Regions from separate parts of the Mus musculus genome. Here regions 2 and 3 are each linked to region 1. A link is a contact called in public Hi-C and HiChIP or PLAC-seq data. All regions are on one chromosome and are shown on one strand. The core of a region is the stretch at or near the end of the contact, and the rest is flanking DNA. Distances in the headings are between cores, read along the strand shown.

What was found. A called contact is a pair of places that touch in the nucleus more often than the background predicts. HiChIP or PLAC-seq counts read pairs in DNA pulled down with a chosen protein or histone mark.
Region 2: an H3K27ac HiChIP or PLAC-seq map of large pre-B cells shows a contact between it and region 1, with 4 times the contacts expected there. The contact joins two enhancer-like sites. A contact is called at or near these places in 3 of 39 promoter capture datasets (cranial neural crest, hippocampal neurons and liver), 2 of 115 datasets of contacts at active chromatin or transcription factors (VIP interneurons and large pre-B cells) and 2 of 9 other capture datasets (adipose tissue and pancreatic islet).
Region 3: a Hi-C map of CD8 T cells shows a contact between it and region 1, with 2.1 times the contacts expected there. The contact joins the promoter of Memo1 here to the enhancer-like site in region 1. A contact is called at or near these places in 3 of 39 promoter capture datasets (the C10 cell line, cranial neural crest and hippocampal neurons), 6 of 484 Hi-C or Micro-C datasets (CD8 T cells, Th1 cells, cerebral cortex and 3 more), 3 of 115 datasets of contacts at active chromatin or transcription factors (effector CD8 T cells, large pre-B cells and memory CD8 T cells) and 2 of 9 other capture datasets (embryonic stem cells and pancreatic islet).

Annotation. Positions count from the first base shown.
Region 1 is chr17:73,811,900-73,814,599 of GRCm38.p6, forward strand. All of the region lies in intron 1 of Ehd3 (EH-domain containing 3), which reads left to right. Among named protein-coding and RNA genes, the nearest start is that of Ehd3, 8.4 kb to the left of the region's middle. Within about 2 kb of position 1,277, at least 55 of the 459 cell types and tissues checked have an H3K27ac peak or open chromatin away from gene starts, as enhancers often do. A contact at or near this core is called in CD8 T cells, Th1 cells, effector CD8 T cells and 1 more, where this site is marked.
Region 2 is chr17:73,359,699-73,362,398 of GRCm38.p6, forward strand. It overlaps Capn13 (calpain 13), which reads right to left. Exons shown (of 23, transcript NM_001033444.2): 5 at 697-833. Among named protein-coding and RNA genes, the nearest start is that of Capn13, 38 kb to the right of the region's middle. Within about 2 kb of position 1,348, at least 36 of the 459 cell types and tissues checked have an H3K27ac peak or open chromatin away from gene starts, as enhancers often do.
Region 3 is chr17:74,293,538-74,296,289 of GRCm38.p6, forward strand. It overlaps Memo1 (mediator of cell motility 1), which reads right to left and starts at 1,326. Exons shown (of 9, transcript NM_133771.2): 1 at 1,155-1,326. The coding sequence starts at 1,215.

The DNA of each region.
Region 1 (2,700 bases), core at 27-2,526:
CTTTGTTCATCTGCTGAGTACAGCATGTCTTCCAGAGCTGGAATCTGAGACGCCTTCTAAAGAACATTAGCTCATTGCCGCTGTGGCCTCATTCATTCTGGGCATTTTTGAGGCTGCCTCAGAATGGTTCTTTCCATCCCTCTAGTTCAGCTGTCCCATCCACACTCTGCTACACCTCCTCGATGGGTCTGCATTAGGACATGGAGCAGCCGACATCGACTGACCCAAATCAGCACAAAGATTCTCACAGGGAATCCGGCCTTACTGTTTCTCGGTGTCCTTTTGAAAACCACAGGGTCAAGACCTGCTCCTGCCATCTGATAGCAAGAGCATATGCATATAGATCATACACATATACATATGCATATACATATATACCTGCAGTCACTGAGGCTGAGTGAACAGCCAGGGGCTGAGTTTCTGGAGACATGTATTCCCAAGTTTGTGGGTCCCAGGCCCTGGCTCTAACCAGCTTCTTGCCAAACGATATACTTTTGGAGCTTATATCACGTTTTGCTTCTAGTTCCATGTGGGGATGCAGGGCATCATTGTTGGCCTGTCCCCAGAGGTGGATGCATTTCCAGGAGAAGGCTTAGGTCGTGAGAGGAGACAGTGGCTATGGTCATGAGAGGCATTGGTGTTAAATCCAAATGCCAGGCTCAAATCCTAGGCTATCTGTAACTGATGTGCACATGGGGCAAATTAACTTTGGTCTCTTCCCCTTTAAAATAAGAAAAGATGCTCTGTAAAGGGTACCAGTTGAATAAGTAACACATGTAACTCATCTAACTTCCACAACAGTCTACAAGGTAGATTTACTCCCAAGGCCAGCAGTTCTCAACCTGTGGGTCATGACCCCTTTGGGAGTTGAGCAACCCTTGGTCACCTAAGACCATCGGAAAACACAGATATTTGCATTGCAGTTCATAACAGCAGCAACATTACAGTTATGAAGTAGCAACAAAACTAATTTTATGGTTGGGAGGACACTCCAACATGAACGGTGTCATACACAACATGAATTAAAGGGTCACAGCCTTAGGAAGGCTGAGAACCACTGTCCTAGGTGGCATTTGACAGAGGGGATCATCATGCTAACAGCCCACTGGATATGAATATTAGACGAGATGACCATAGAACAGTTAGAACAATGTCTGGCATATTACAGGCAAGAAGTAAGCCTGAACTAGGATGCCCTGTGTGGTGGAGGGAGGTACTGAAGCCACGGTGTTTACAATAGGTACCCTCTAAAGGGCATACTCGTCATAGAAAGCCCGGGGTCCTGTCTCACTCAGGAAGTTCTCAAGGGAAAGGTTCACCAAGAGAGCGGAAAGCACAGTCCTATGTGTGGCTTTGTTTTTCTCTGATCGCAGCTCCACCACAGGCTCTCAAAAGGATGTTCTGACTGGAAGAAATCCCTCCTTGATACTCCCAGTTGCTAGACTGGAATAGTAGAGGTTAGAGGGGATCCCCAAGGCAACCCACGACTTCAAAGGCTCCCCCACACTGCTGCTGTCATTAGTCTCTGAGCAGATCAACAGCTTCCTCTGGGGTTGAGGCTACTGCAGCTGCTCCACGGGCTCCTTGGGGACCAGGTCCATAGCAACCCCACCCAGGCAACATGGGATAGTTTCCTGAAGGCACAGCTAGCCTGCTGGGGACCCAGAGGAAACCCAGTAGGTCTCCTTGGATCCTGCCCACCCTAGAGAGGCAACGGATGGCAAGGAGCTCAAACTTGAGCCAGGGAGACTGGACTTTGCCTGGGCCTTGGTGAGCTTTCTGGGAGGTGATTTCTTAGAGGAATCAAAGATGGGAGAAGAGCAGCAGCAATGTCTCCCTGCTGGGGGTGGGGGCATGGGTTCCAGCCCTAGTACTTGAGAAAGTCACATAACCCTTCTCAGCTTCCTCGGAGCCTACCTCAAGTGCCACTGTGGGGAACAGAAGACAGTATAACCAGACGTTCTGAATAAAATGTGACACTCAGAATTGCTGTTATATGTTAGCAGTTATTATTAAGAAAATGACAGGGTTGATACAGAGACCACTATAATGCCCTGGCTGTGTGTTTGAATCATCTGGGAACCTTATAAAGAGTAGCACTACTAAGGTCTTGACCAAGAAGGTTAGAAACATCAGAGTAGAGGCCCGAATCCATCTGCTGATACTCCTCAAGTACTAAGGACCAGGAAGCTGGGCCTCTGTGGTTCTCATTGTTCCTGAGCCCTCCCTCTGTAGGTTTGCGTTTCTCAGGCAGCATCCTTTAGTGCCCAGCACAGATGCTCCGGGACTGTCCTCTGTCTGCCCAGTCCTATCCAAGGGTAGCTCCATGCACTGTTTTTCAGTCTAGCCACCCCCCACCCCCTGAAACACACTGTGTTCAAACTTGTCCAAGAATCCTAAAGGGCTCTGTTCTCCATCATCCTTAGTGACTACTCCCTGGCTACGCATGCTCCCTTTCTCTTTGCCTCTACAAGGGGCAACAGAGTTGGGGAGGCAGGTGGCCTTGAGTTCTCTCTGCCCAGCCGAGAAGAGCAGAGAAGTATAGTCATGCCATGACACTGTCAGAGTTTCGGAAGCAACCATCCTCCTGCTCCCTCAGGAGTGCCATCATCAGGGATGAAAATAAATGGTTGCAGGTGGTACCATTCAGAAGTCCACTCCTGGCACAGTAGCCAGGGAACAGAAGAAATTCTGAAGATC
Region 2 (2,700 bases), core at 98-2,597, 450 kb before region 1:
CGGAGCATGAAACAAAGATCCCTTGTCATCATTTCCTAAACAATATAGTATTACAACTTTTTGCATAGGGTTTACATCATGTTAGATATTATATATAATATATATGTAGATGATTTAGGGCATATAGGATTATATAGTTTATATGCAAATACTATTCTATTTTATGGAAGGATGTTGAGCATTGCGGTTTCTAATACCCATGGGAGGATGCTGGAACCATTCTAGTTCAAATGCCATATTTCATCTGGATTCTTATATCTGTCTATCATCTATGTTACATGAGCTTGGGGCTACCGATTCCACACCTAACTCTGTGTCTGTGTGTCCCTCCTCACAGCCTCAGGACCAAACCTTGCATTTGGCAATCACTTACGAAATTGTTTCGCTTTGTAACAAAAGCTTTAATGCTCAAATGGACATTGTTTATTTATTTGTTTTGATACAAGGTTTCACTAGGTAGCCATGGCTGGCCTGGGTATCACTTTGTAGACCAAGTTGGCTTCAAAGATATGCCCCATTCAGTTTCCCAATGCTGGGATCAAAGGTGTGGGCCACCCCCCTCCACCTTCAGGACATTAATTGCATTGATAAAAGATATTCAAGCTGCAGGGCCAGGGGGCAGGAAGCATCTGTAAGGGCAAGACACAGGGCAGGTGAGCCAACATTGAAACAGGGCAGACACTTGCCCACACTTACTTGGCATAGGCTTTCTCCATCAGGCAGGGCCAAAATTCCTTGTTGCCTCCTCGAGGATGCACAAAAAGGAAGTTATCGCCTATGACGGGCAATTGGTCATCTATCACTACTTCCACCCACTGGCCACACTGCCAGAACTGGAAGAAAGACGAGGATATGTGTGAGGTCCCTGAGCTCCTGTGTCTCAGCATTGCCCTGCCCCTGGGATATCTTCCCCCCTCAGACACAGGAGCTCAGTAAGGGGCTTCTGCATCTTTCCGACCAAGGCCAAAATATTGTTGGAACACAGCTTCTATCACCCAGCAACAAACTCCATCCAGAGCAAAACCCAGCCCAAAGGGCATATGTATGTCATCTCCAAGGGCAAAAGGAAAAACTAGTGTGGTACAAATCAAGAAAGAAAAGGGCAAGCAGCTCAGGGAAATCCAGGCAGGGAAGAAGGATGCGTGGGGTGTACTTTGCAATTAACTGTAGCTTTATTTTGACATATCCTTTGTGAGCTTCAAACAGACACAGGAGACTCCAGATCTTTTTTTGCACACACAGGGCAGCAGGGGGAACATATGTTAAATAACAAGAGGAGTGGCAGGTACAGGGCTGTGACAAGGCAGGACAGCTGACCCAGAGCTCAGGGCTCTGGGAAGGAAGCATGACAGGCATATTGCAAATGCACCTCAAATAATGAAGACAGAATGGGCGGAAGGCCTGGAGGCAGAACTCTGTGGCTGGCTCAGGAGGACTGAACAGTGACAGCCTAACTCTGACCTTTCTGTCCTCGTGTCACACTGGCCTTGCTATTGTAAGAGAGAAGTGAAAGTGCCCAGCGCTCTTACTGCTAAGAGCATAAATGTGCCAGATGTTCCTCTCCAAAGCAGACCACTTTCATCTTTAGTATTCAACTCTAAGCGGTTCACCCGGGGACATCAGCAAATGAGGAACATTCATTACAAAGCCAGCCTTCTAAGTGTCTTTGTTGGTTTCCATTGGACTGGATGGAGCATCAGGACTTGCAGTGTAGGGCTGAATTGGATGAGGGTATGTCTCTCCCAGGGGAGCTTGCTAAAGTGGGTGGATGTGAGTGTTCACCCACACCACCCTTTGCAAAGCTGGATGACTCAGGATGGTCGTACACACCGGAGGACACGATAACAGAGCAGGGATGGAGACAGAGACTGAGATGTCAGTGGAAACAAGGAAAAGATGTTTTCATGGTCTTTAACAAGCCAGGGTACTACAACTGGCTGTGATACAACTGGATGAATGGTCCTCCTGAAGCAACCAGTAAGCTGTGTTGGAATAAAGTTCGGAAAATAGGGATGCTATTGAGGGTCATTAAGGAAAGTTAATTATAGTCCCAAAGGGTACTCAAGAAGGCCATTCATTCAACTTTGGACTACTTGTGTATAGATAGAGTGGATACTGTCCAGTTGGTAGAATGGTGCCTGGTGTTTGGTTTTTGCCTCTTATTATTTAATAACAGTTACTAGGCAACACACTTACTTTATCTTGAGTCAGTTCCCATTTGTCAAATGGTAAGATAAAAGAATTACCTAGAAGGCTAAGGTTGAGATCAAATGAGACTGAGAGGGACAGTGTGATTCTGAGGAACTGTGACTTATCAACTTTTATGACTGTTCTGTTTAGCACCCAGAAAGGCGTCATGATAAACAAACAAGGGTGCTCTGGGACAAGGGGGCCGGTTTTGGCCAGTTTTATCTTAGGAATCATGATCATCTCATTCTTCTCTCATTACTAGGACTGATCAAACATGCTTTTTCTATGCAAGAACACCGGATAGAATGACTGTTGCCAGGTGTGTGTGTGTGTGTGTGTGTGTGTGTGTGTGTGTATTTTATAAAGTATTGATATATGTGCATAAATAATATTCAATATAGACAAAAAAGTAAGCTGACTGATGGTCAGGAATGTAGCCATGGCCTGTGTTTCCTGGGTGAAGAAGATAGACATATGGATAGTACTTAAACCCTTCAAAAACCATGCAGG
Region 3 (2,752 bases), core at 76-2,575, 480 kb after region 1:
CATTCTCAGGTAGTGAGAACTGATTAAAAGTCTATGAAGTACTTCAGGACCATAAAATGTCATACTTATCTAACGCAAAAACTACAGCCACCTGTTAGCAGTAGTTCCAAACCCAACCATGTCATTCTTTTGTGTCTTAGCAGGGCAAATCCGCTGTGGACCAACAAGATGCATGTACTTCTGCAGCTGGTTGAACAATCTCAGGGAAAAAAAAAAAACTGCCTTCCAGATTTTCCGTTTTCCCAAAAGAATCATGTCACTATCCAACCCTAGTACTTGCAAAGGGAAATATGGTTAGGGCCAGTTGCTGAGAAGCACAGATGGCCTAGAGACCAACAGGAATCACGGAGGAACTTTTCTTTGTTACCAAAGCAGAAATGTGACCCCTGAAAATAATCTCAGAAAACAATCCTTGTGAAGAGAGTTGTACTGGAGGGAAACGGCCCTACCCTTTCTCACCCAAAGAACTACACATGGTTTTTTGAAGACAGTGCAGACAAAATTCTCTCAAAACGTAAGCTAAACTAGGCAGGTCGTCCAGCCCCGGCTCGGTGCTGAACACAGGATACCAAAGAGGTTGCTCAGGAAAAGTGCTGATGCCATCTCCAGCTGCCCCTAAATGACAGTAACAATGCAAACACTGACAAAAGACCTTGGAGGCCACCCAGAGCCCCTGCCTGGCAGCAGCTCTGCCCGAATCTCCACGTACAAAGCGACAAATCCCCCCGAGAGGCCCAGGTCTGACAGATCTTCCAAGCGAGAGAGACCAAGAGTAGCAACACGAGAGATAGGGTAGAAAAAGTACTGCCTGTCACTCCTTCCAGGGGCGCTGGGTGCCCCAAGGGTGGGAGCAAAAACTGCGGTCCCCTCGGCCAGCCTCTGGCAACGAGGACCGCGCCAACTCGTCCTTCCCCACCGCAGAGGCCGTCCGCGGAGCCGCGGAGCCCGCGCTCGCCCTGGCCGGGGCCGGCCGGCAACTCCTCGCCCAACTCCGCGGGCGCCAGGCCGCCTGCCCGAGCGCCGGGTGGGGGAGGCGGCGCGGCCCGGCCCCGATCCCTCGGCACGCGGTCAGCGCCCTCCGCCCGCCGCCCGAGTCCCCGCCCGCCGGGCCCCGGCTGCCCAGCTCGACCACCCCGGCGGCCTGGCGCCCTTACCTGAGGCGGTGTACCAGCTCCCGGCGTGGCTGGCTTCCCGGCAGACCACTCGGTTGGACATCTTGGTGCCTGTGCCGCCTATGGTGCACGAGGATGAATGAGGAGGCGGCGGCGGCGGCGGCTCCGCGAGGGGACGAGACGCCGCGGGCCCAGCCCAGGAGGAGGCGGCCGCGGGGAGGGGACCAGCCCGGCCCAGGAGGAGGAGGAGGAGGAGGAGGAAGAGGAGGAGATGGCAGCCAGGGCGGAGGGCGGCAACAATCACCACAAACTCCGCCGGCCGCCGGAAGATGGGGCCCACGGCGGCTTTACCCTAGCCGCGCGGCCGCGGAGTCGCCGCCGCCGCCGCCGCCCCTACCCCTGCCCGAGCTGCTTCCGCGAGCCGCCCCCCGGCCACGCCGCGCGCGGCCTGCCGAGCCTCCCGCTGACCCCACCCCCGTGACTCCGCGCCCTTCCCCACCGCCCCGCCCCGCCCCGCCCCCACCACCGAGGCCTCCCTCCCGCCGCGCGCCCGCCGGCCCCGCCCCGCCCCGCGCCTCCGCCCGCCGTGCCGCGCGCTCAACGGCGGAAGCGGGACCGGCCCCGCGCCATCCCGGGTCGGGAGGCCGCGAGCCGGAGGGCGGCGGCGATCGGTGCCACCTCCCCCCCAACACACACACACACAGCCCGGGGCCGGGGCCTGAACCCGGGAAAGGCAGAGCCTGGGGAGCCCACGCGTCCTTACTCGCCGCTCTACCGGGGCCGGCCCACTGAGCATGCCCAGCGCCGCGGCCGGGCCCGCCGAGGAGGCTCAGCGTGCACGCTCCGCTCTCCGGGGTTTAGCGCCAGCAGAGGCTGGGGGCAGGGCGCGGGGCGCAGGACGCAGCCGCGAGGCGGGGTGAGCCCCTTCCCCCCCCCCCCCCCCCAGCCGCCTGGCTTGTCCCCGTGCGCCGCTGGCTCAGCACACACAACACACACGCGATCGCTGCCTGCCGAGTCCCGTCGGGGTTCCCCCTTCCCCGGCGTCCTTGGTGGGGTTCCCACCCTCGGGGTATCGCCCAGGAATGCAAGTCTGGGGCCACGCCGCGAAGTTTCGCTGGCAGAGACATCGCGCTGCGAGGCGTACTGGGATGGGAGAATATGGGGGGGTGGAGGACCGACCCTGTCAAAATGTAACCTTCGCTTCCCAGGCTCGCCCCTTACGACCTAATGTCTTCGACACAGTTAAATTTACTAATTGTATTTTAGGTATAACTGCAATGTGGCAAAGATTGTCTCAGTTATTTCCTACTGTGTTAAATGGGGGTGACGTTCGTGAGGGAGGGGTACCAAGGATTATGAGTTAATGCGTATGAGGAACCAGACGGGGTAAGGAATACTACAAATGTCACCCTTCACTTATAAAATCCCAGTATTCCACGTAAGTATTCCACGCAGCAAAAGAATTCCTTTACCAGTTGGGTAGAATCACAAAGGAAGTGGTTTGTTTGGCTTTGAAGTGCTGGATTCCAAAACCCAGGAAGTGTAACAGTTCCCCAACTCCCAGAAAGTATTTGGGAAAGAAATCATACACCGGGTATATCTTAGTTTCACATTAAACTAGATCCTGGAGAAGTCCAAAG